2 separate regions of the Rattus norvegicus genome follow, and region 1 is linked to region 2. The links are chromatin contacts, called in public Hi-C maps. All regions are on one chromosome and are shown on one strand. The core of a region is the stretch at or near the end of the contact, and the rest is flanking DNA. Distances in the headings are between cores, read along the strand shown.

Region 1 (5,982 bases), core at 3,107-5,606, 160 kb after region 2:
CACGTTCTCTGGCTTGAGGTCACGGTAGACAATGCGTCTCTGATGCAGGTGCTCCAGGCCACTGATGATCTGTGCTGTGTAGTAGATGGCTCGTGGCTCCGGAAAGCCGGGGTTCTCCTCATCCACATTGTAGATGTGGTACCTGGGGGCAGAACACCACAGGAGGCACTCACATGGGCTGAAGGGCGGTAAAACGCAGACACAGAGTCTGGATCTTAGGGCACACATGGGTCAGCATAGCATGGCCACCTTGGGAACAGACATCAATGTTCCCCTGGAGAAGCCCAGAGCCAGAGGCCTCAGATGCCACCTCAGATGGGTGCATAGCTGTTAGAGAGACAACGGTTAGAAAGGCATACAAGCTTGTCGCCTGACACCTCCTTCCTCCCGACTCCAGAGCAGTGCCAAGACAGGGCCAAGGGAAGTGAGCTCATCCCCAGTTTCTTAAAGTATAAACCACCCCCGAATCTCTAAGTAAACCTGTGGTCTGCTCCACCAGACCTTGAACCCCTGGGCGGATTTGACAGTAGCATTTCCTTCCCAGCCCCTTTCCACAAGACCTTGAAGTCTGTCCATTTCTGTGTTCTTCCGAATGCTTGCCACCTCAACACTTTACAAGGAAGCAAAGCCCATAGCTAGAAGCTGTGAATAGGGTAAGCTCTGGCAGAGATGTGCAGAACAGGGGTTTAGAAGGTCCAGGGGAGGGGGTGGACAGAGGGTGTAATGCTAAAAAGAATCCCCCAGCATTCCTTACAGCCCTCTTCTCCTTCTCGAAGATGGATTGTCTAGACCTCGTGTTACTTGTCTGAAGAAAAGGCAATTGGCTTTGCTGGGGTGGCGGTATAAATAAAAGCAGATGAGCCAAGAGACACAGGGGGTTTGCACAGGGGGTACAGCTCCCTTTGGTGGCACCCTGCATTCCCAAGGCACCCCAGGGGCTCACTGTGTTAGCCTCATGTACTAGGTACCCAGGGACCTCACTGCGCTAACCCTGTGTGCCCGCTACCCCAGGGTCTCACCACCTCATCCTTCTAACACTGATGTGGTCACTGTTGTCTCTGTTTGACAGAACAGGAAACTAAAGAGTGGTAAGTCCCCCAGCCAAAGAACGAAGTTAGCTTGAGAACCCCAAGAATGCAGGAACAACCCCAGAGCACCCCGAGGTTTGGCTAGCCCAGGCACCATCAGAGTGGGCACCCTCCTACCATAGACAAGCTGGTCTCTAGCCAGACGTCCAGCTCTTGAGCCATACAGGATTGGGCATGGATGGAATCGTTCATTTTAATGTCTTGGCCCTCTCAACCCACAGGCCCCACCACAGCTATCTGCAACACCACATGCCCTCTGTCGCTGTCCCCGACAATCATGGAGACGCATGAGCGTGAAGAATGACAGGCCCCACCAGTCATGAACCCTAGTTGAAAGTAGTCCCAGGTCTGGACACCTTTACCTTACGTCACCTCCATTCATGATGGTCATCACCAGACAGAGGTCGGTCTTGGTCTCGAATGCATAGGCCAGAGACACGATGAACCTGCTGTGTACTTTAGCTAGAATCCTCTTCTCAACGATGGCGCCCTGGAAGCAGAATGATCTTTAGTCCTCAGCAATGCACTGTGGAGCGCAGCCTGCACGCTGGGCACAGCGCAGGACGGGCTTGCGATCAGTCTGAAAATGTGGCAAACAGTCACTCAGGGATGTAGCCTTGGCGTTGACTGGGACATCTCTGTCACTGCCCTGTCCTCTCCCCTCCCCTGCACCACCAGAGCCCCTCCGTCCAGTCCTCGCTTACGTCCAGCCAGCTCCCAACGCGGCCCGATCTTCCAGGAGAACCCGCTCTATTATCTTTATTCTAAACATCAGAAAGTGTGGAAGAGGCAAGAGCCGCAGGTCATACACCACCCCCACCCCACCCCCGATCCCGGGCAATGAAGTCTGGAAGTGTCGTACTGGGTTGCATGTTCCAGGAGGGTGGCCCAGAACTTGAATTGCAGTTCCAGAAAGCTGCAGTTATGTGTGTGTTTGTCGTTTTGAGACATGGCCTCACTATGTAGCCCTGGCTGTCCTGGAACTCTCTGTGTGGGCTACTGAACTCACACAAGCCCAGCCACTGCCTCTGCCTCATGAGTGGTGGGACTAAAGGTGTGTGCTGTCCTACACAAGCATAAGGTTGTGTCTCTTTCCATTGAGATACTTTATTTTTATTTATTTATTTTATGTATATGAGTACACTGTAGCTGTCTTCAGACACCAGAAGAGGGCATCGGATCCCATTACAGATGGTTGTGAGCCACCATGTGGTTGCTGGGAATTGAACTCAGGACCTCTGGAAGAGCAGTCAGTGCTCTTAACCGCTGAGCCCTCTCTCCAGCCCCTAACTGAGATACTTTAAATAAAAGTGGAACAGTTAAAGCGTTTTCCAATTTATGAATAGTTTCAAACTCGAGACAGAAATCAATCGCCGAGGCCCTTCAGAAGTCACACCTTCAGCTGTGCAGTGGTGGTGCACGGCCATTAATCCTAGCCCTCGGGAGGCAGAGCCCGGTGGAGCTCTATGAGTTTGAGGCCAGTCTGGTCTATAGACTGACTTAGAGGAAAGCCAGGGCCACACAGAGAGATCCTGTCTCTAAAAATGGGGCAAAAAAAGAAGGAAGGAAGGAAGGAAGGAAGGAAGGAAGGAAGGAAGGAAGGAAGGAAGGAAGGAAGGAAGGGAGACAGAGAGACAGAGACAGAGACAGAGAAACAGAGACAGACAGAGACAGAGAGACAAAGAGACAGAGAGAGAGAGAGAGAGAGAGAGAGGAACTACATCTTCCACATACCATGACCTTTTTTCACCTTGCATTCTATGTATATCCTAAACATAGTTTTTCCTCCCTCTACTCTTCCCAGTCTCTCCCCGCTTCCCTCTCTCCCGTACAGCTATGTCCATGTGTCCATTCCTAGGAGTTCCACAGCATTATCCGTACTGTACAGCAGGGCTGCAGAGGGCTGTGCTCCCTGGACAATAAGCTGCTTTTGCTGATCCTGCCTTAACTAGACACTGACGCCAACCAAGGAGGAAATGGCTGCCTGCCCATGTCCTCCACTCATTCTTGTCCCCTGGAAACCTGTGTTCGGGGAAAAGTGGTCCCACACCACAGCATCCCAGATGGGTTCTGCCTATCTGTGAGCAGTACCTGCCGAGAGAGGGCTGCCTCACTCCCTCCTGCATATGGTCACAACAGCAGCTACACAGAAAGGTTTCTAGGTAGTCGGATACACGCTCTGTTGCAGCTCCCCCTCTGAACTGCTCCTGAGCGCGGTACAGAGGGACTACCATCCTGCCGTTGGCTGGCTGAGCCAGGGGAGTCCAAAAGGCAGCGTGCACAGTAGCTAGGGCCCGAGTAGAGCTCCACAGGAGTCTTGGCGGGTGGTCTACATTCTACCGGCCCTCTAGCCTAAGCGCATCCTACTGCTCGCTGGGATCCCTACCTGGTACCCCTTCCTCTTCTTCAGCCGCTTCTTGTTCAGCTTCTTGCAAGCGTACATCTTGCCGGTCGCCTTCATTTGGCAGGCGGACACTTCCCCAAAGCCCCCCTTCCCCAGGACCCTGAAGTCCAAGAACCAGTCTTCACCTATGGGCTGGGCTTCCAACCACTTCCACTGAAGAAACCGCAGGAAATATAGGCTTCCCAGGTACTCCTGGAAGGGGCCCTGACTCAAGTGCTCCAGTGTGGCCTGCAGCAGAGGCTGGAAGAGCCCATCCTGGCTCCCAGTTGGCCCTTCCTTCACTCTTGCCACCATGCCCTGGTCCAGGAAGTTGCAGAAGAGTGTGCCCTGTGGGTCCAGGTACTCAGCCAGGATGGCCTGAGCCTTCTGTGGCCGTAGGTCGTCATCGGCAGTGTCATAGTCCTCGATGTCCTTCCAGAGCTCCAGAGCCGGCACATGCCTCTCGTCTGTCTTCAGGAACTGCTGGAAGAGCCTCTTGCCAATGGGCTGCTCCGAGCACAGGTTGTCAAACTCTAGGCTGATGCTGTCACGGAGACCCTCACACTTGGACAGTGGGGGCAACCGGAGCTTGGCCAGATACTTCTTGTCTCGGGAAGAGGGGGTGCTGCTTCCGTCAAAGCTGCCTCGGGCCGCAATGAAGGCAGAGTTGGCCACCACGGTCTCCAAGGACCCGAAATCCATCCTGCTGATGCCCTGTGTCCACTTCAAGTGTTAAGACCCATAAGCTGAAGTCAAGCTCAAGGCACCAGCAGCCAAAGCAGGCTTGACCTGGTGCCCTTGGCCTATGGCCTGTTCCTGCCCTTGTGGGACAAAGGGAGGCACACGGCCGTGGCCAGGGTGCTTGGGATCCCACCGAATGGCCAGGGAGACCAGAGCTGACAAGTATCTAGCTAAATCCCAATGCTGGGGTCACTGAGGACACCTTAGGGGTGACCAGCAGGTGCCAGAAAAAGACAATCCCCTAAGCCGCTCCAAATCGGATTAGAGTTCAGCTCAATTGACTCCCCCTGGGTGCTGCCTCCGTGTTCCCAAGGGAAGGGCATGCCGAAGGCTCCTGGAAGCCAGTGGGGAACAGTTCTATCCTTCTCTGGCCTTGGCAGGTGGACAGGACTTGTCTGTGTCTTTCTGGGACGTGAGTCTGAGGCAGAGGGTAGTCAGTCAGTCCCAGGAGAAACCTCCATTTGTATGTGGCTCCGGGTTGTTTTCTACACTATTATTTTAAGATTTATTTTGTCTAGGAGTACACGGTCACTGTCCTCAGACACATCAGAAGGGGGCATCGGATCCCATTACAGATGGTTGTGAGCCACCATGTGGTTGCTGGGATTTGAACTCAGGACCTCTGGAAGAGCAGTCAGTGCTCTTAACCGCTGAGCCGAACTCTCCAGCCTCCACCCCCACCCCGTTTAAGTTTTATCCTTAAGAAAGTAGCATGCAAGAAACCTCCAGATAACAGGAATCCAGAGGGAAGCCTGCAGTGCCCAGTTTCCCTGCCTGTAGGTGAGACCACAGGCACTTGTTGGGGAAAACAAGTGTCCTTCTTGCAGAACCGCCAAAGGCAGTTAGAAAGCATGGATGATCCAACAGGAGACCCGCATGCCGTCACGTCCAGCCCCCTGTCAGGCCAGAAGACACGTGAGACATGAGCCCAGAATGCATCTAGGATTCAGGGATTGGGGGCATAATACTGGAGACAAACTTGGAACAGCAGGGGCTCACTGGGGCATACTCGGAACCCAGCATAGACACTGGTCACATCCAGGACACACCTGGGAATGTCAGAATCTACAGGCATGTCACCACCTCCTGGGGACCATGTCTGTCACATCTATAGGTACTCCTGACAGTCTGGGGAGCTGCCACAGGAGCGAGTGCTTACAGGGAGGAGAAAGGGACAGCTGAGAATAAAAGGAAACCTGGAAAACCTGAGTCAGGAGGTTAAAGGAGTGTTCAGCCCAACCTCCTTCCCTGAAGGGCTGGGGGTGCTTCAGGTGGGGACAGGGTCTCCTGTTGTGACTGAGGAATTAAAAAGAGAACCTGCTGGTGAATGACAACCTCCACTCCTGCCACACGCCCACCTCCTAGCAAGGGCTTGTGACAGGAAGATTGATGAGTAAATATTTGAGGTAAACACTACCTCGTTCTCCTCAGGTGACCTGTGCTAGTCCCAACCCTGCCACTTAAGTAGCTGGTGACCTTGAACAGACTGGAGCCGACTCTCACACCAATCAGGACCAAAGGAGACATGGTTCTTTGCCATTGGGTACCTTGCCAGGAGAGCCACCAGAGCACTGAAATCCATATTCCACCTGCCTCTGAGGGCCTGGTGGAGCTCGGGCCTCCATCTCTGACAGGTTCCCAGGTGACTTACATGGAAACTGTGAGTCAGGACCATGAGAGGGTTAGGGCTGAAGAATTCCAGGCTGCCTTCATACAAGGAAGTCCCTTGTGCAAGGGGCTAAGGAAAATTTGCCACCAAAGTAGGATGAG
Region 2 (6,230 bases), core at 1,979-4,478:
CCTGGAAGAGCAGCCAGTGCTTTTAACCACTGAGCCATCTCTCCAGCCCCAGGAAAAGATAATCTTGTTAAAAAGAAAATCTAAAGGAATGTTACATTGTTAAATCTCTTCTGTAATGTGACTTTTCATTTACCAAGAAAAATCTGGCATGGTGCCAGTATAATAGCATTCACAGGTGAGAATTATAATTTAGATATTGAAGATCAATTTCCCCCTTTTATTAAAAATAGATTCTTGGCCAGGCGTGATGCATGCCTTTAATACCAGCACTTGGGAGGCAGAGGCAGACAGATCTCTGTGAGTTCTGTCTACAGAGCGAGTTCCAGGACAGCAAGAGCTATACGGAGAAAACTTGCTTCAAAATAAAACAAAACAGATACGATTCTTTTCTTAATATATCCTAATCTCACTTTCCGATCCCTCTGCTCCTCCCAGTTCCCACCTCCCCTCCCCCCAGATCCATTCCCTTTCTGTCTCTCGTTAGGAAAGAATGGGTTTCTAAGAGGTAACAACCAAGCACTACAAAATAAGACATAATAAACAGAAGCTGTCACATCGAAGTTGGACAAACCACAGAAGGAAATGAGCCTGAAGAGAAAACTCATTCATATGTTCAGGAGCACCCATTAAAATACTAAACTATATAAAAAAATAGTATAATTTTATATAAAATACTAAAATATATACCCAGAGGATTTCCTTAAGAATTAGATTTATCCATGTCACAGCAGGTTAGAGCTAGAAGTCTGGCCAGAAAGAAAAGCAAATTATAAGATAGCAATCTAGATATTCCACGTACAAATAAAACAGTTCATAGAGTATAATTAGCTATAAGTACAGGAGAAACAGAGAGTCAACCTAGGAAGGTTTGTTTGTTCAAAGGGCCCAATTTCCTCATCTACACCTTCACTCTAAAGATCATGTTCTGGATTACTTTCAGTATGTCACTATTAGATGCCACATTTTGTCAAATACCCATGATTAAAAAAAAAAAAAAAGCACCAGCTCTTAATCGTGATTGGCTAGTCGGTTTTAATGATACGATCCAGGAGTTTCTTCCTTAACCACTTTACCAGTTTTTCCTCTCTCCTGAAGCCTGGTCTCCTGACTGCTCAAGCCTTTGCCACATCAGTTCCTAGGAAGTCTTCCCTGTAGACACGGAACTTTCATAATACTTAATAAATGACATGTGATACTTGGCTTATAGAGAGAACCAGAAACCAAAGTCCCTGCATGGACCAGTGCCTTGCCCTGAACCTTCTCCAGGCTGTACCTGATACGAATATCAATGATTGTGGATGGGTGGGAATATTGCAGGTCTGAAGCCTGATTAAAATTCCTCGTGGACTCTCTTGAGCCACCTTCACAGCCGTGCCTTGCCAGCCTCGCAATCTGTGACTAACTGGAGCAACTTTTTGGAATGTATTAACAAAACCCTAGTTTCCCCCAACCAAAGGGCTATGGATGCCATCAGACAGCGTCTAAGGCCCAGAGCTGAGATTCTCTGCCTTTTTTATAGCCCATCTATATAAGTTTTCCACCGGTGTATTTGAAAAGGGCCTGTTTCTGACTTTCTTTGCCCTGCTAATGTAAAAACTTGAAGGGGCTGAATATGCTTCCGTGATAAGAGCACATGACTCTATCAGAGTTCAGTTCCCAGTGCTCAAATCGGATGCTTCACAACTGCCTGTAATGCCAAGTCCGGGGGTTCCAACGCCCTCTTCTGGACCACGCCAGCATCTGCACTCACATGAGCGCATACCTGTAAATTGAGATTGATAAATTGTTAGTTATTAATATGACACAGCCAGCTCCCGCCAGTAACAGAGGGACTATCTCACAAGCTCCTGCACAATCTTTGGGGGGTTACCCCTAATCCATATTCCCATTTGCTAGATTTAAGTCCCCAGCTGTGCTCCCCAAATACTTGCCGTCTAATTCTTCCCCGGCCGTATCTGATCCTTATCAGTTTGGAAGGACCCCATAGCTTCACTTTTCCTGTTGGAACAAATGTAAAATCTCCTTCCCGATGTAGCATATCTCCCTTTTCTGTTCTGGAGTTAGGATTTTTTTTAACTGCTGGTCTGATTCAACAATCCGCAACAAACATTTACTGTCCGAATCATGCCCTGGTTACTTCTGATCCAGAAGTCTGTCATTTGGGCACGACGTGTTCCTGCTCCGTCACTTCTAATGGAGATCTCCTGCTCTGTTTCCCCCCTCCTTCCCTCTCTCTCTTCTTGTGGTCCCCACCTGCAGCCCCCAGCCCAGTGTCCGAAGAGTCTCCTCTTCTGTTCTCCCCAGTGATTGGCCATAGCCACCTTTATTTAGCTGGTAGTTTTAAATCGGGGAGCAAGACTTACATAGCATCACTGGTGTACATGAGGATTTACTCATTGGAGACAACCAGATCTTGGGGACCAGTATTTAGTATTTGAAAAACATAGCAGCACCAGACCAATCCCCCAACACATATACACACACAGATACACACACACTCATAATTTAAAGAAAAAAACTTGTCCGGTTGTTACTATGTTGGAACATTGAGTTTTGGGTCATTCGAATGTGCTCTGAGGCAGTGGTCACTTGTATCTAGCTATAGAACAAATGTCTATCCCCTATGAGGGGAGTGTCGTGTGCTCTGTTGACACCAGGGGGCGCCCCAGTCCACTGTGTCTGCTGTCACAGAGGCGATGAAGAAACAGATTGGGGGCAGCCCATGAAGATGACATGTGTAGATCCTGGGAGAGGTCCCTGCCCTTCCTTGATCTCTAGCCTTCAACTGGGAGACATCTTTCCAGTCGAGGCCGTTGAGGCTGAGGGTCCCATATGGGCAGATTTCGCTGTCCTTGTAAATCACCAAAATGTCTCCCACCAAGCCCTACTCTCAGTGGTAAGTTCTGACCCACCGGCCTGAATATCACACTGCCCCAGGGCCATTCATTCATTCATTTTCCTGACTTTGCTTCCTGCCCTCCTCATGCCCGAAGAAACGGAAAGATTCCCAAATGGGACAAAACACTGGCTTCAGGAACACACATGCGTGAGACACGGCCTTCTAGAAACCCATGGCTGTTAAAGAATCCAGACGCACAGGAAAGCGACAGAGAGCAAACCACTCCAAAAAAACCCTTGAGCCAGCGGGGACCTCTGGGACAGCCCTCAATAACCATTCAGCTCTAACTTGTGATGTCACAGCAGCACCATAGCAACGGTGCTGGACCACTTTGCTGGCGGAGAGGTAGGGAGAGGCTGGCAGAGATGCCCTTGGTCTGAGGCTGTGCTGGTGACTCCCTCCTCCCCTCTGGGTCAGGATGGAGAAGGATCCCGTCACTCACAGGAAGCACCGGCCTGGGCCTGGAGCCCTGCCCTCAGGAATAACCCCTGTATACCTCAAGGTGGCCAGTGAAGGGGCAGAACTCCAGAGGAGCAGGAGTGTGGGTGGCTTGCACCAGAAGGGGGACCCACCGATCTGCATCAGGAAACTACTACGCAAGGAGCTAGGTAGGGGGTGGCTCCCTCCCAGAGGGCTGGGAGGGCAGGCAGAGCCGGCCCAGCCTCAAGAAAATAGGGTGTGCAAGACACATTCCTGCTAGGAGAAGGTAGCTGGTTTCTAACTTCAGAACTGCACCAGGCCGTGGAAACCCTGCCTTTCTCTCGGCTGCTCTTTGCTTAGTACATTAAGTAAGAAAGATGAGGGTTGGAAGAGTCTCCTACTAGTTAGCATCTTCTGAAACACAGGCACATATTACATGTGCATGCGTACTTAGGGAGCGCTGGGGAGTTTCCGGTCCTTTTACCTTCTGTATATGGGTATTTTGCCTGCACACATGTATGTGCCCCATGTATGTGCAGTGCTATGGAGACCAGGAGAGGGCATTGGATCCCCTGGGATTGGAATTAGACTTGAGTCCTGTGTGAGTTTTGGGAACCAAACCCGGGACTCTGGAAGTACATTTAACACCATTTCTCTTGCCCTCCCAGTCCACTTTTAAATCTTCTGGAAATATTTAAATCACCAGCAGGCCTCCCATCAGCTTCCTTCCTCCACCAATTGACCCTCTGGACTCTCATCTGAGGCTGGGATGGAACTGAAACCTGCCTTTTTTTTTTTCTTCCCTGGGATATGTGAGAACTGCCAAGGTCTGAATTGTGCAACGCTGAGTAACATCCCCTGGCCCCAGCTAAAAGACGTCAGCCTTCTGCCCCTCACTGTTGGACAGGTAGCTGCCATCCACAGATGTCCACAACTGAGTTCAGCAGTGCAGGCAACAGAGACAAGCACAGGGTCTCCTGAGAAAGGGACACAGGGCACAGACCAAGGTCAGGTGTGCTGAGCACAGGAAGGGACAGGCTTACTTCTGGAAAGGAGACAGGTGGCTAAGCACCAGCGTCTCTATGAGGGGCGTCATGGGGGATTGGGGTGAAGCTTGAAATGGGTGGAAAGACATGGAAAGACAACCTGTGAGGAAGTTTATCCTGCACTGCCTTCAACTAGCCTGCAATTAAACCCCCGGGAAAGGGCTAGCCTGCTCTGTAAGGGAACTCTGCAGAACAAGGTAACCTCCAACTCAGGCTCTAGGCTTGCTTTCTAGAAGAACTCCTTTTTAGCATTTTTTGGATTCCTGTCTGAGTCACAAAGCCACTGTGGGGGAACAGGTAATGCCAGCTGAGGTCTGGCCCAGACGGCAACCCTGGGGAAGAATCCAGAATAAAGCCTCAAAGGAGCCATCTGTGCACAACTCTTCCCTTTGGACCCTGCTGAACTGTGAGGTCCCCAGAGGTTGAGGGGAGGACGTTTCATGCAGAAGGAATATGCCACGTGGGGACACCTCACAGAGCAGCTAGCTCCCCCCAGGACCACCTGGCAGTTCCCTGCAGTTATTGCCCTGAAGCTAGGGTATTCGTGTCAACTTGTTAGGGTCCCCTCAGCCTTGAGCACATTCAAGGTACCTCCTGCCTCACGGGATAGAGAATAATTAAAATCACCCCAATGATGGGCCTCAGAGCTGTGAGGCATCAGCAGTCAGGATGTCCCTGAACAAGTCTTCCCACTTCTTGGGAGGGTCCCTTCTTGTCTCCTCCTCTGCCAGGTCAATAATTCATGCTGAGATAAGGACATTTGCCAGCCTGTGGATGTGTCCCAGGAGGCATGGATGCCCAGCATGGGTCACAAACATCTAATAAGAGAGCAAAGAGGTGGTGCTTTTACAGCAATGCATGAGGTAGGCTTAAGGCTTAAGCCCAGGCATGGAAAGTGCTGGGACAGGCGAGATGGAGGTATGTTTGGAGCATGACCAAAGAGGCCGACAAAGATGAGAAAGGGAAGTCTCTTAGCCACGGCTATTGACCTCAGGCTGGCCTTGAGCCTTCCGGGAGAAGACTGCCAAGCAGGACAGTGAGCCTGAGGGGCAGCAGACCGTGGGAGGGCCTAGATGCAGGAGCCATCATGTCTTCCTTACATGCTCATGTACTAACCGACCACCCTCGCTCCTCAGACTCCGAGGACCAAAGTAAAGACCCAAGAAATGACACAGATGATGGCACCTGGTGAGTGGAAGAGGCTTTCCTCTGAAATGTGATGATTGGGGTGTGGGGAGTGGGTCAGGGTCAGGACTTGGGGGGACCCAAAGGAAACTGAATCCTTGTAATGAAGGGGTGGTTGGTTGGGTTGAGGATCCTCTTTATCCAAGAGACTTTGTCATAAAAACAGAGCCCACTGCACACAGCCCGTTCACTTGCTGGCTGGTCCTTGTCCGTCTCAACAAATATCTCCATGTGCCTCTCTTGGAAAGGAATCTGCACCCTCTCTCACGTCAACTGGGCCCATCCAGGTCTCCTTGCTGAGCGGGAAGGGTACATAACCAGCCTCACTATTGGTCAGATAGAACAAGATGTCTGTTGGTCAGGTAGAACAAGATGTCTGTTGGTCAGGTAGAACAAGATGTCTGTTGGTCAGGTAGAACAAGATGTCTATTGGTCAGATAGAACAAGATGTCTATTGGTCAGATAGAACAAGATGTCTATTGGTCAGGTAGAACAAGATGTCTATTGGTCAGGTAGAACAAGATGTCTATTGGTCAGGTAGAACAAGATGTCTATTGGTCAGGTAGAACAAGATGTCTATTGGTCAGGTAGAACAAGATGTCTATTGGTCAGATAGAACAAGATGTCTATTGGTCAGGTAGAACAAGATGTCTATTGGTCAGGTAGAACAAGATGTCTAA

Evidence for each region. Hi-C and Micro-C count contacts between places; a contact is called where the count stands out from the background.
Region 1: a contact with region 2 is called in a Hi-C map of the A7r5 cell line, with 3 times the contacts expected there. The contact joins the promoter of Grk1 here to the promoter of C16h13orf46 in region 2. A contact is called at or near these places in 4 of 12 Hi-C or Micro-C datasets (the A7r5 cell line, the Rat2 cell line, Schwann cells and 1 more).

The regions. Positions count from the first base shown.
Region 1 is chr16:82,833,615-82,839,596 of GRCr8, forward strand. It overlaps Grk1 (G protein-coupled receptor kinase 1), which reads right to left and starts at 4,357. Exons shown (of 7, transcript NM_031096.1): 1 at 3,475-4,357; 2 at 1,451-1,578; 3 at 1-142. The coding sequence starts at 4,173.
Region 2 is chr16:82,674,413-82,680,642 of GRCr8, forward strand. C16h13orf46 (similar to human chromosome 13 open reading frame 46) reads left to right here and starts at 3,229. Exons shown (of 9, transcript NM_001037182.1): 1 at 3,229-3,507; 2 at 5,502-5,553. The coding sequence starts at 3,318.